3 separate regions of the Mus musculus genome follow, and all the other regions are linked to region 3. Evidence: chromatin contacts called from public HiCAR-type and HiChIP or PLAC-seq data. All regions are on one chromosome and are shown on one strand. The core of a region is the stretch at or near the end of the contact, and the rest is flanking DNA. Distances in the headings are between cores, read along the strand shown.

Evidence for each region. HiCAR-type assays count read pairs that join an accessible place to other places. HiChIP or PLAC-seq counts read pairs in DNA pulled down with a chosen protein or histone mark.
Region 1: a HiCAR-type map of astrocytes shows a contact between it and region 3, with 6 times the contacts expected there. The contact joins the promoter of Fam3c here to the promoter of Ndufa5 in region 3. A contact is called at or near these places in 1 of 484 Hi-C or Micro-C datasets (CD4 T cells), 1 of 115 datasets of contacts at active chromatin or transcription factors (astrocytes) and 1 of 9 other capture datasets (adipose tissue).
Region 2: an H3K27ac HiChIP or PLAC-seq map of thymic regulatory T cells shows a contact between it and region 3, with 15 times the contacts expected there. The contact joins the promoter of Ing3 here to the promoter of Ndufa5 in region 3. A contact is called at or near these places in 2 of 39 promoter capture datasets (liver and pre-B cells), 7 of 484 Hi-C or Micro-C datasets (CD4 T cells, CD8 T cells, double positive thymocytes and 3 more), 2 of 115 datasets of contacts at active chromatin or transcription factors (astrocytes and thymic regulatory T cells) and 2 of 9 other capture datasets (adipose tissue and liver).

Annotation. Positions count from the first base shown.
Region 1 is chr6:22,354,507-22,357,732 of GRCm38.p6, reverse strand. It overlaps Fam3c (family with sequence similarity 3, member C), which reads left to right and starts at 1,652. Exons shown (of 10, transcript NM_138587.4): 1 at 1,652-1,738.
Region 2 is chr6:21,947,892-21,951,608 of GRCm38.p6, reverse strand. It overlaps Ing3 (inhibitor of growth family, member 3), which reads right to left and starts at 1,994. Exons shown (of 12, transcript NM_023626.4): 1 at 1,816-1,994; 2 at 1,500-1,571. The coding sequence starts at 1,843.
Region 3 is chr6:24,526,094-24,529,509 of GRCm38.p6, reverse strand. Ndufa5 (NADH:ubiquinone oxidoreductase subunit A5) reads left to right here and starts at 1,820. Exons shown (of 5, transcript NM_026614.3): 1 at 1,820-1,984; 2 at 2,193-2,237. The coding sequence starts at 1,964. Asb15 (ankyrin repeat and SOCS box-containing 15) reads right to left here and starts at 1,366. Exons shown (of 10, transcript NM_080847.3): 1 at 1,241-1,366.

The DNA of each region.
Region 1 (3,226 bases), core at 403-2,902, 2.2 Mb after region 3:
TTCATCAATTCTTTTAGTGGGATACAGGAACTAGAGGGGAGGCGCATGTATATTAACTGTTATGGCTTTTTAATACTGTAAAATCCAAATACCCCTCTCCCCTATGGGTTTATATATTTGAATGCTTAGCTACCAGTTAGTGAAACTGTTTAAGAAGGATTAGGAGGTGTGGCCTTGGAGGAGGCGTGTCACTAGGGGCGGGCTTTGAGGTTTCAAAAGCCCAACAATGTCTATTCTGTCTGTTGTCTGTGGATCATGATCTGAAGCTTTCAGCTACTGCTTAGGTGCCATGCCTGTTGGCTTCCCACCTTGATGACCATGGACTAATCCTCAGAAACTGTAAGAAAGCCCTGAATTAACTTTTTTTGTTTGTTTGTTTGTTTTTTGTTTTGACAAGAGTTGCCTTGGTCATAATGTTTCTTCATAGCAACTAAGTAACAAGGCAAAGGACTAGACAAGTGTTTGAAATTTAGCTCAGATGTTTACTGTCTCTTTCCCTTTCCTGGGGCCTAAGCAACAGAATTCATAGTTTTTATTTTATTTATTTATTTAATAATTTTGCTATACATTAACTTTCTTTAAAAGATTTATTTATTTATTACATGTAAGTACACATTAGCTATCTTCAGACACTCCAGAAGAGTGCTCCAGATCTCGTTACAGATGGTTGTGAGCCAACGTATGGTTGCTGGGATTTGAACTCAGGACCTTCGGAAGAACAGTCAGTGCTCTTAACTGCTGAGCCATCTCTCCAGCCCCCATAGTTCTTTTTAGGTTGTGTGTTTTATGTTTTGGAGGGAATGTTGAAATTTGATGACATAATTGTTATGATTAAACCCTATTACTTCATTAAGTTTAATTTTTGCTACCATAAATTATCCTGATTTCCAAAAAAAGAAGTTAGCAGTTGCAAATTATACAGATATGGATTTGAAACTAAAAATATTGTATTCTTAGATTGTGCATAGTAAAATTTGTGTTAATTTCCCAGTTACTCATAAAATCTTGATAAAAGGTAAACTTCCTAACAGATGAGAAAAACATTCCTCATACTGCTAATAATTTGAAAGAAGAAATTGACATGCAGCATGCAAACAATATTCTTCCCCTTGGATAGATTATTCGGGGTTGCAGAATTCGTTCTGAATCCCCTGTCTAGAGGATTTTTATGATCAGTTTCCTAGCTTGCAGGAGTCAAGTGAAGATTCCCCATGGTCCTAGTCTGAATCAGCTCTAGACTAGGACTGGTCATTTCAAATTGCCTCCTGAAGTACGTTAGGGTCAGGATTGTGTGTGTGTGTGTGTGTGTGTGTGTGTGTGTGTGTGTGTGTGTGACTGAAGGGCGGAGGCGCTGACACATTTTCCTTCCTCCCCGGGTGCCTCTCAGGTCCTGGCTGCGGACGCGGCAGCTCCCACGTGGCAAGTTCACATTGAGTCGCAGACGCGACCCGGGATCTTGGCGGCTGTGGTCCTTCCTCCAGGGACCTCAGCGTCGGCTCGGTCCTCCACCGCCAGGGGGCGTGCGCGGCTCCGCGGTTGCCGGGCTCATTGGCCGCGTCGGGAAGCGTGGGAGGAGGCCTGGGGCGAGCTGGCTTCCTCCTCGGCGCGGGCGGGCGCGCGGCGAAGCCGGAGGAGCCGGGGAAAGCCGAGGCGCGATCGGCGCGCTCGGGAGGAGGCGGCGGCGGTGGCACCTCCCGTCGGCCTCCGACAGGACTGACGGCGGCGCGACCGCAGACGGGTGAGGCTCGGGCTGGCGGCTGGGCTGGGCGCGGCTGGGCGCGTGGAGGCAGGAGCGGACGGAGCACCTCGCCGGCTGCCGGTTGCCTCCTGCCTCGCAGCGCGATGCGGGTCTTGGCTGCAGCGGGGCCCGGCCGTCCGGAGCATCGCGGCCCGCTCAGCGGCGTCTGCCCCGGGCGTTGGGTCGCGAGTGCCACCGGGCTCCGGCTGCACCTGGAAGCGGGTGTTTGCCCCTCGTGGTCGGTATCCTGCAGGTTGAGCGTTCCCAGAGAACTGGATGGGATGGACGGGCGTGCTGGATTCGAACTCTGTGCTGGACCGCCTAGACCCACTCGTAAAGTTTGCATTTCTGCCCAACTGGAGCTGCTTTCTCCTTTTGCAAGTGAACACATAGGTGTTCTATGTCTTTGATGAGTGCTGTTCATTTTATTTTTAGTTTTATTTTCTGCTGCGTTCACAGATGTAGTATGCATGATGGTCAGCGCTCTTATACTTAGTAATGAGTCCCAGATGGACGATTTGAGATCGACACATCTAGCTGTAACTTGCGGGGAGTCATCAGCTTCAATTTACATAGTTAATTCCTATAATATAGAACTACTATCTGATAGAACTTTTGCTTCGTTTCTTCATAGGAAGAAATACATGTATACAAAGTCCCTAATTTGCATCTTTACCGTCTTAGATAGAGTTACCCAGTATTTCCTAGCGCATATTTAGTTTTCACAACTCCTCACACGGGTCCTATTATTACTGCTCAGATTTTACAGATTAGGACACCTATTTCCTGAGAAAGTTTTAAAGTTGGATGGTAATGGCGGATCCCATGGCCTGAGCTTTCCTGGAAGGACCAGTGATAGACTTAAAATTTCCAAGTCTTTGGAAACATTGTTTCTCATACAGTGCCTTAGGGAGCACAGAGAAACCTCCATTACTGAAGAAGTAAAGTTAATAACTTCCCAGATGCCACTCACTAAGAAAAGTAAGTTACTCTCCCTTGCCCTGCTGTCTTACATCCCTGCTGTCTTACATCCTGTTTCTTTCTGGAGGTTGCTCATCTGATGATTTCTCTCCGGCAGTTTGCTAGGTTTTTAGTTTTATGCTAGTGATTAGGTTTGTTTCATAGAATCTTAAGACATGTACTCATTAAAACAACCAGCTGATGACTTCCAGCACGTTACGGCTCGACGCATCAAATTCAAGTCGTTCATCTGTCGTTGCTCATTACTCAGGTATAAGAGCATCATGCAAACTACAGCTGTGAACACAGCAGGAAAAAAAAAAATAGAAAAAAAATATTTCTTCTTTGTAGGAAGAAATTGTAACATAAAAAGGGCGAGATAGAATTCCTCTAGTCGGTGACATTCTGCGACCCTATGGTTGTGGAGACGCGAAGCTACAGAATGATGGAATTATGTAGACCAGAGAGGCAGGCACAGACTCTCAATGGCACATTTCTCCCTTTTGGTCCCTCCCTCGGTAAGACTGT
Region 2 (3,717 bases), core at 745-3,244, 2.6 Mb after region 3:
CTAAAAAAATAAATAAAAGGGGTTTTGTTGTGATGGAAATGGAGAAAAAATTGCCCACTATATTTATCATTTAAGCAACTTCAGAGCAGGATGGCTTTTTACAAAAGATGCTGAGATGCTCTAGTTAATCTTCATTTTTAAAACACAATTTACTTTCAGCTACTTGCTGACCTTAGACATGCTGATACTTTTAATGCCTACTCACTTTGTTTCCGAAAACTCCAGGATTACAAAGTAAGTAAACTTGAAAGCACTGTCATATGAATAGATTAAATCCAAACTATCCCAGAATTTTAAAAAAATTGAATGATTGACAATGTTTTAAATTATCCTTTATTCTAAACCTATTTGTAATGGGCATTATACATCCTAATTATCTGTATTAGTTTAAATCCTCAGAAGACTGTCAGTTTTTAAAAAAAAAAAAAAAAAGCAAACAAGCCCCCCAGGCAGCAAGGCTGGAGTTGTCCTAGTCGTCCTGTCCAAGAGTGAACCCAAATCTGTCTGCCACCAAACTCTACTCAATCCCTCTGGAATGTGCTTCGGCAGGTGTTTACTACTGCAACTACCTTAAAGTCAAAGAGAAAAAGCACACCTATTCCAGTCACAGATTTATGAGAGGCTATTGGGCAATGCACCCCAAGAGATGACCCAGAGACTGAGATGAGAAAAGTACAGTCAGGGACAAAAGGTACAGAAATGAGGGGCAGGGGCGGCAGAGGCTCATGAATGAAGAGAACAAGCCCTTAGCAAACTCAAGTTACCTTTGAGCCTCTTCCAGTCTGGCTTTTTCAAAAGAACAAGGTTCATTTTGGAAATAAGTCACATATAAAGCTGCCAAGCACTGACAGAAAAAAAAATCAATGCTAGCAATGCCTGAAAAGCCAAGCACTAGGCAGACAGAAGCAGGAAGATGAGGAGATTAGAGCAAGCCTAGGATTATTATACATATTGAGTGTGAGACCAGCCTGAATGACGTGGTTGTGTTTACAAAACAAGAAACCAGTAGGGAAGCCTATCAAACGTCTACAGTTTTCTAAAGAGCAAGCGGGTGATTTCCTTAAAATCTGATCTCTCTCACTCATTTCTGGCTGAGAAAGTGTCCACGCTGTTCACAGCTCTAAGTGTCTTCCATTAATATGCAACTTGTCAAAGTTCGGCCTTCCGAGTTCACTAGGGTCCCTAGCCTGCCCTTCTATGTCTTTGCTCTGGAGAAATTCGGAATGTAATGAACTTTTAAGTCTGAATGCAGAACTCCAAGTTTCCACATCCAGGCTCGGGTGCAAACCTTCTGAAAATCACGCGAGTTTCCACTGCGGTGCAGTGTCGTCATCTCCATGCAGTACACAAACAACTGTGTTTGCTGTGCCCCGCGTGTTAACGGTACGGTGTGCCCGCCGCCTCCTTGTCACAGCCTGAAAAAAGTAGCGCGGAGGACCCGCCAGGCGATGCCCGAGGGAGGCCGGGGCTGCGCGGGGCCGTGGAGACGCGCCACTTACTCTGCACCTGCAGATCCATCTCGCGCATCTCCGTGAAGCGGTCCCGTAGGTCCATCGGAAGCTGCTCAATCACTGTCAAAGGCACAGTCCGTCAGAGGGCGGGGCCAACGGCGAAGGGACGCGCTGGCGTCACGCGTGTGTGCGTGCGTGCGTGCGTGCGTACGGGAGGGGGGGCGGCTCACAACGAGGCTGCCAGTTACCGTGAGAAAGAAACATCCCCCGCTCCCCCTCCCTCCCGCCATCCCGCCCGCCCGGCCACTCGCGCTCCCGCCCGCCGCCGATCCCGCCCGCCGCGTCGCCGGCGCCGCGCACTCACTTTCCAAATAGTCCTCTAGGTACAACATCGCGGCCCTGACTGTTGCGGGGACGAACGGGTCCAGGGGTTTATTTGTGTCACTCGCTGTCGCCGGAGTTTTGTCCCTTCCAATATGGCGCCTCCGCTAGCAGCACCCGCTCGACTCCGGCAAAGGAAAAAAAAAAAAAAAAAAGCAAAGGAAAAAAAAAAAGGCTCCACTTTGGCGCCTGACGGCGCTTGCCTCACTGCCGCCCGCCGTTGCTATTGGCTGTCTGCAGCGATGACGTCAACCGGCCGGTGCGGATCTCCGCGGTATTCTGGGAAATGTAGTCTTCTTTTTCCCCGAGCGTGGCCATTAGTGAGGGTGTCTCTTGGAGTGGCAACTACAGAAACCACACGCCTGCGCGAAACGGGCACGCCAGAATCCGAAATGCGGTGCCTCTGTTTATTTGTTGATTTCTTACATGGGGGATGACGGGAGTTGTATGCGCCTGCCTGACACAACTAGGAACAACTTTTCACCTGTTCTGGGCGGTGATTCTAAGCCCGCCGTTTGTGAGTCATGGATTTCTGGCTGTGCTAGGCAAATAGCAAAGATTCCAAACGCTAGAATAATCGGCTAAGTTCGGAAAATTCAGGTTGTTTAGAACAGAACTCGCTGCTGGAATTTATCTTCATTATTCACTCCTGATAAATAAATGGGACAAGTGATTGGTGTCCCTGCAACGTTAAGATAATTTATAGTGAGACTGGAGCGAATGTGCATTTCCCAAATTAAAAGACACCCAAAATAGTATTCAGTAGCCAGTTATGTTTTGCGGTGTATCTTGTGTTCATTGTAAAACAACTGTTCAAATGCATCCGCAATAAAGTAAATAAATAGATGAATAAATAACAACCAACCATAAATTATAGTGATTTAATGCATTGCTGGCATATACTAACAATGATTTAAATTTATGTTGGGTAAGTAGCTGGGTTAATGTTTATAGTTCTGGGCAGGCTTTTTTAATAACCCTAGCAAATGTTCACTGGTGGTATAACAAGTGTATCACCGCCCCGTTTCTATCTTAAAAATGCCTTTCATAAAAATTCGTACACTAAATGCTTCTGTGTTTTGGGGAAAATGATCCCTTCTTAGACTATCTGGTGGATTATAACACCACACACCTGTAATCCCCTAAGTGGGAGAATTGAGACAGGAGGATTAGGAGTGTGAGCTTTGGCAACATAGGCAATTAGAAGCCAACCCAGATTATGGAAGACCCTTTCTCATACAAAAGAAAATAAATCAGTATGACACATTTTATTCACTACTCAATATTTTTATGTTACAATTTTATTTACAATGACATACTTGTATTCTCTTTTGTCTTCTTTTAAAGCCATTTTCTTATTACTTGAATGTTAAATATATTTAGTCTACACCTGTTTAATTTAAATTTTGTACTAAAACTATTTATCTGTTTGTGCTCTTTGTTCAAAAGCAGCCACGTTTGTTTACAGTGCCTAATTTCATCTGTGTTGGGGTTTTTAACTCTGAATTCACTTTTCCAGGGTTATAAATATAGAGAAATTTCACTGCTGGAGTTAAAATCGAGTTTTGCTAGAGAATATTAGCATTTGACTCTGCAACTTTGCTGCAAGACACCATCAAACTTAGGGTCAAATTAAGTTATGTAGTTGAGGTTTATTCTATTGCACCGATAGATTGAATTGGAACCTGTAATGAAAATACTTCATTATATACTCTCAAGGGAGACTTTTTCTTCCTTATTGGCCTCTTAAGTCCAAGACAAGCATGTTTTCTTAGTGGCCTCTTATATGAAAAGAGTTTATTGCTCACCTACTCTTACATAGGGACTATTCCTCTTGGGATCCTGTCTTCTATTAGACTCCTCCTTGAGAACTGATTTTTGACGT
Region 3 (3,416 bases), core at 571-3,070:
GCCTGAGGCAAGGACAATGAGGTCAGCAGCAGTTCCCAGACCTCCTCAGCTACTTCCTCAGCAACAGCTTCCAGCCCCCAAGATAGTAAAGGAATGTCCCTAGAGATGGAGTAAGATAAGGGTCATCTACCCCAGAATGCCCTAATGTGCTTTAAATCAGGCCTGTGAGTACACTTGCTTGTCTCTCTATCTTGGTAATGGGCGATTCCAACATGCTGGACTTCTGCAGAATAAAACACCTTGTGCTTATATACTATTAGAGTCTGGAGTATCATTCTTCAGTGAAGCATGGATGCTTACACTGACTGTTCCTTCAGGATGCAGCATCCTTTAGCTGGTTCTGTGTAACAACAGTTCTTTACTCGGTCTCACATTTCCACATAAATACCACCCTCTCAGAGACAGGCTGTGCCCTGCTCATTCCTTTTGAAAATGGTCACACTGGACAATTTTACTCATTAATTTTGTTGAACCTCTTTCTGAACAAATGGTATGAGAGAAAATCTCCAAGTGGTTAACTTAATGACTCAAACAGGCCTAGTTAGGTTTTGGAGAGGGGTGTAAACTGTCTGGTTTGGCATTGTTATCACTTCTGGTACAAGCCAGGAATGATAAGTTATGTCCCTTCGGGCAAATGTCCTCACCATTACCTGGGCACCAAGACACTCTCTTTCAGTTGTTTCTCCTAGTTTTGTTTGTTTGTTTGTTTTTGTTGTTGTTTTGTTTTCCTCTGTTGAATCAGAACCCTGGATTTCATTAACTACCTAATTTTGTTAAGATGGAACCTCTCACGATAAAGCCTCTAACCACTGAGAAGCAGAACCACAGGCTCCAGCTCAGGTTGGAGGTTAGAGGGCCTGAAGAGCAAATTCTGTAAGATGTAGTAGGTCGAGAGCTTGGCTCTAGTTCTCCTGCCTCAAACTCCTCTCTGGCATTTTCAAACTTTCCTAAAATCCGCCTTTCCTAGAACTGGGACATTTACTCCTCTGGGTCGGCCATACAGTGCACTTCTACCACCTGCGAACCCAGAACATTCTATTCTTGCAATGTTTGTTAATGCATTCCTAGATCCCCTTCTGATATCACAGATGCCACGGGATGTGTCCCTTTATAGCGAATTCTACTGTCTCTAGCTTAGAATACCACTAGCAAGCTTTCATTCAGTGTGGCCCTCTACAACAGGTTGGTTCAGAAATCTACTTATTTTTGTACCGCATGGAAGCAATCCGTTTTGTAGTACCTCATAGCCTGGATCAGTCAAGTCTGTCTACTCTCGATGTCTTTAGCAAATACTGCCATGCAGACGCTTGAATCCAAAGTTACAAAGAACACATGCATCTTTTATAAAGCCATGATTCCACATTCTAGAACACACTCAACAATGACAGATGTTCTTGGGATCTGGAGGGACAGAGAACAGGGACTATGACCTCATAAACACCCACTGGAACAAAGACTACGACTTCATAACCTTTCATTCATCAGTCTCCTCAAGAGAAAACGGATGCATCAGATGGTTAATTCCACTTTATAATTTCCACTTATGAGTATGCATTCACACACGTGGAGGGAAAGCATTCTTCATGGTGCTCAGGCCTGCTTCCACCCTCATTTCCATAACCTGAGGAAGTCCGGGTAAAATAGCAGTCGAAGGCTGAGCAAAATCAAAGTCCCTGCAGTGACTACGTTGCAAGTTTTTCCGTAGCGTAGCGCTTTTCTTAACCTTTAGTACTCAGAGACGTCAGTCGGTCTCTACTACACCAAAGCCCTGCGTGGAGCCGCTTGTGTGAGCTGCGCAGGCGCAAATCTACCTCTCCTAGGTGGGCGGGAGCTGCCCCTACCCAGCCCGAGCGGTTGGAGCCAAGAGTGTTCTTAGGTGACTCAGGGGCAGCATCGACGCTCGATTGAGCGGGCTTGGGAAAGGTTCCCAGAGGGCTGTGCGCTGGAGGCGCTGGACGCTGTCATGGCGGGCTTGCTGAAAAAGGTGAGCGTGTGGAGGTCACCGTGATGCTGCGAATGGGGACCGTAGGCAGCCGCGTCTCCCTCATCGGTGGGCAGAGACGCTAAGAGGAGGGGTTGGGGGAGTGTTCCGCTGTCCTGGCAGGGGGCGACAGGGTGCGTAGTTGTGTCGGGAGGGTCGGCTAACCAGGGGATTACGGTAAACATCACGGTCCTGTTTTGTCTCTGCACAGACAACTGGCCTGGTGGGGTTGGCGGTGTGCGACACTCCACACGAGGTAAGTGCGACTTTTTGTGTCGTCCTTCTCAAGCAAGACTGTGATCGACCGAACTTGCCCTTGCAAGATTAACGAGACCCCCGTGAGCTCTGGCCTCCGGGGCAGCGCTGAGCTTCGCTGACCCCGTGGCATCCTTTTTGCAATGCCTCCTTTTGCCTTCGCCGTGACCTCTTAATTAAGACGCGTTTCTTCACGGCATTCTCTTAGCGTCAGTGGTGTGGAGTATTCTCAGCTCCCTTCAGAGTCGCATTTTCATTTTCCATCCTTTCCCTACCGACATTTCTGCCTTGCCTTTCGCACACTGGCTGACCCTGTCGTCCTCATGGTTGCCTCCTTCGGTATCCATTGGGGAAACATAAACAACAACCAAGACCAAACAAACCTAAACAAAACCACTGTGATTTATCCCCCCTTTCAGCAATTGCACCATTTCTTTCCTTCCCGTCTACACACATAACTCGAAAGCGTTGTCAGTGCTCACTGTCTCTTACTCCTTGAGTACACTTAAGCGAGGCCCAAACTTTTTTTTTTTAAGGAGTTACCAGTGATGCTAAATTTGCTAGTCAGTTCACATTTCTCGTAATTGTACCGAAAGTGGCATTGAAAATATCCTTACGTTTATTTATTTGTGTGCATGCCAGTGTTTGTCCGTCAGAAAACAACTTTCTGAAGTTGGCTCTCTCCTTGCACCTTGTAGATCCTGGGGATCTTTCAGGTCACGGGGCTGTTGGCAGGCACCTTTGCCCTCTGTGCCCTCACATTGACCCAAGTGAAGCATTTTTGACACTCTTGATAATCTGCATTAAGTACTTTGTTTACTGGATGTCAGAGCTTCGAAGTTTCTTAGTTTGGGATTTTTGTTTGTTTGTTTTATTGTTTATTGTTTCTTTCCCCCTAATTATTTGCCTTTTCCAGTTGTTCCTTCATTTCCCCATGTTGTAGTATTGAAGACCTAGCTCTTAGACAGGTTTTAGGTTTAGGTTGGCTCTCATGGGGTACAGACAACAGTTAACGTTTATATTTCCATATCAAGTACTGACCTTTTATAGTCATGTGTGTGTATGTATGTATTACACACATGCTCTTAGTTGACATCTTCACTTGTGTCAGGCAGCTAGGTAAGGGTTAGCATAGCCAGCTGGGATGTCTCATTTGAAATGGTCCTGGATTGCTTGCATG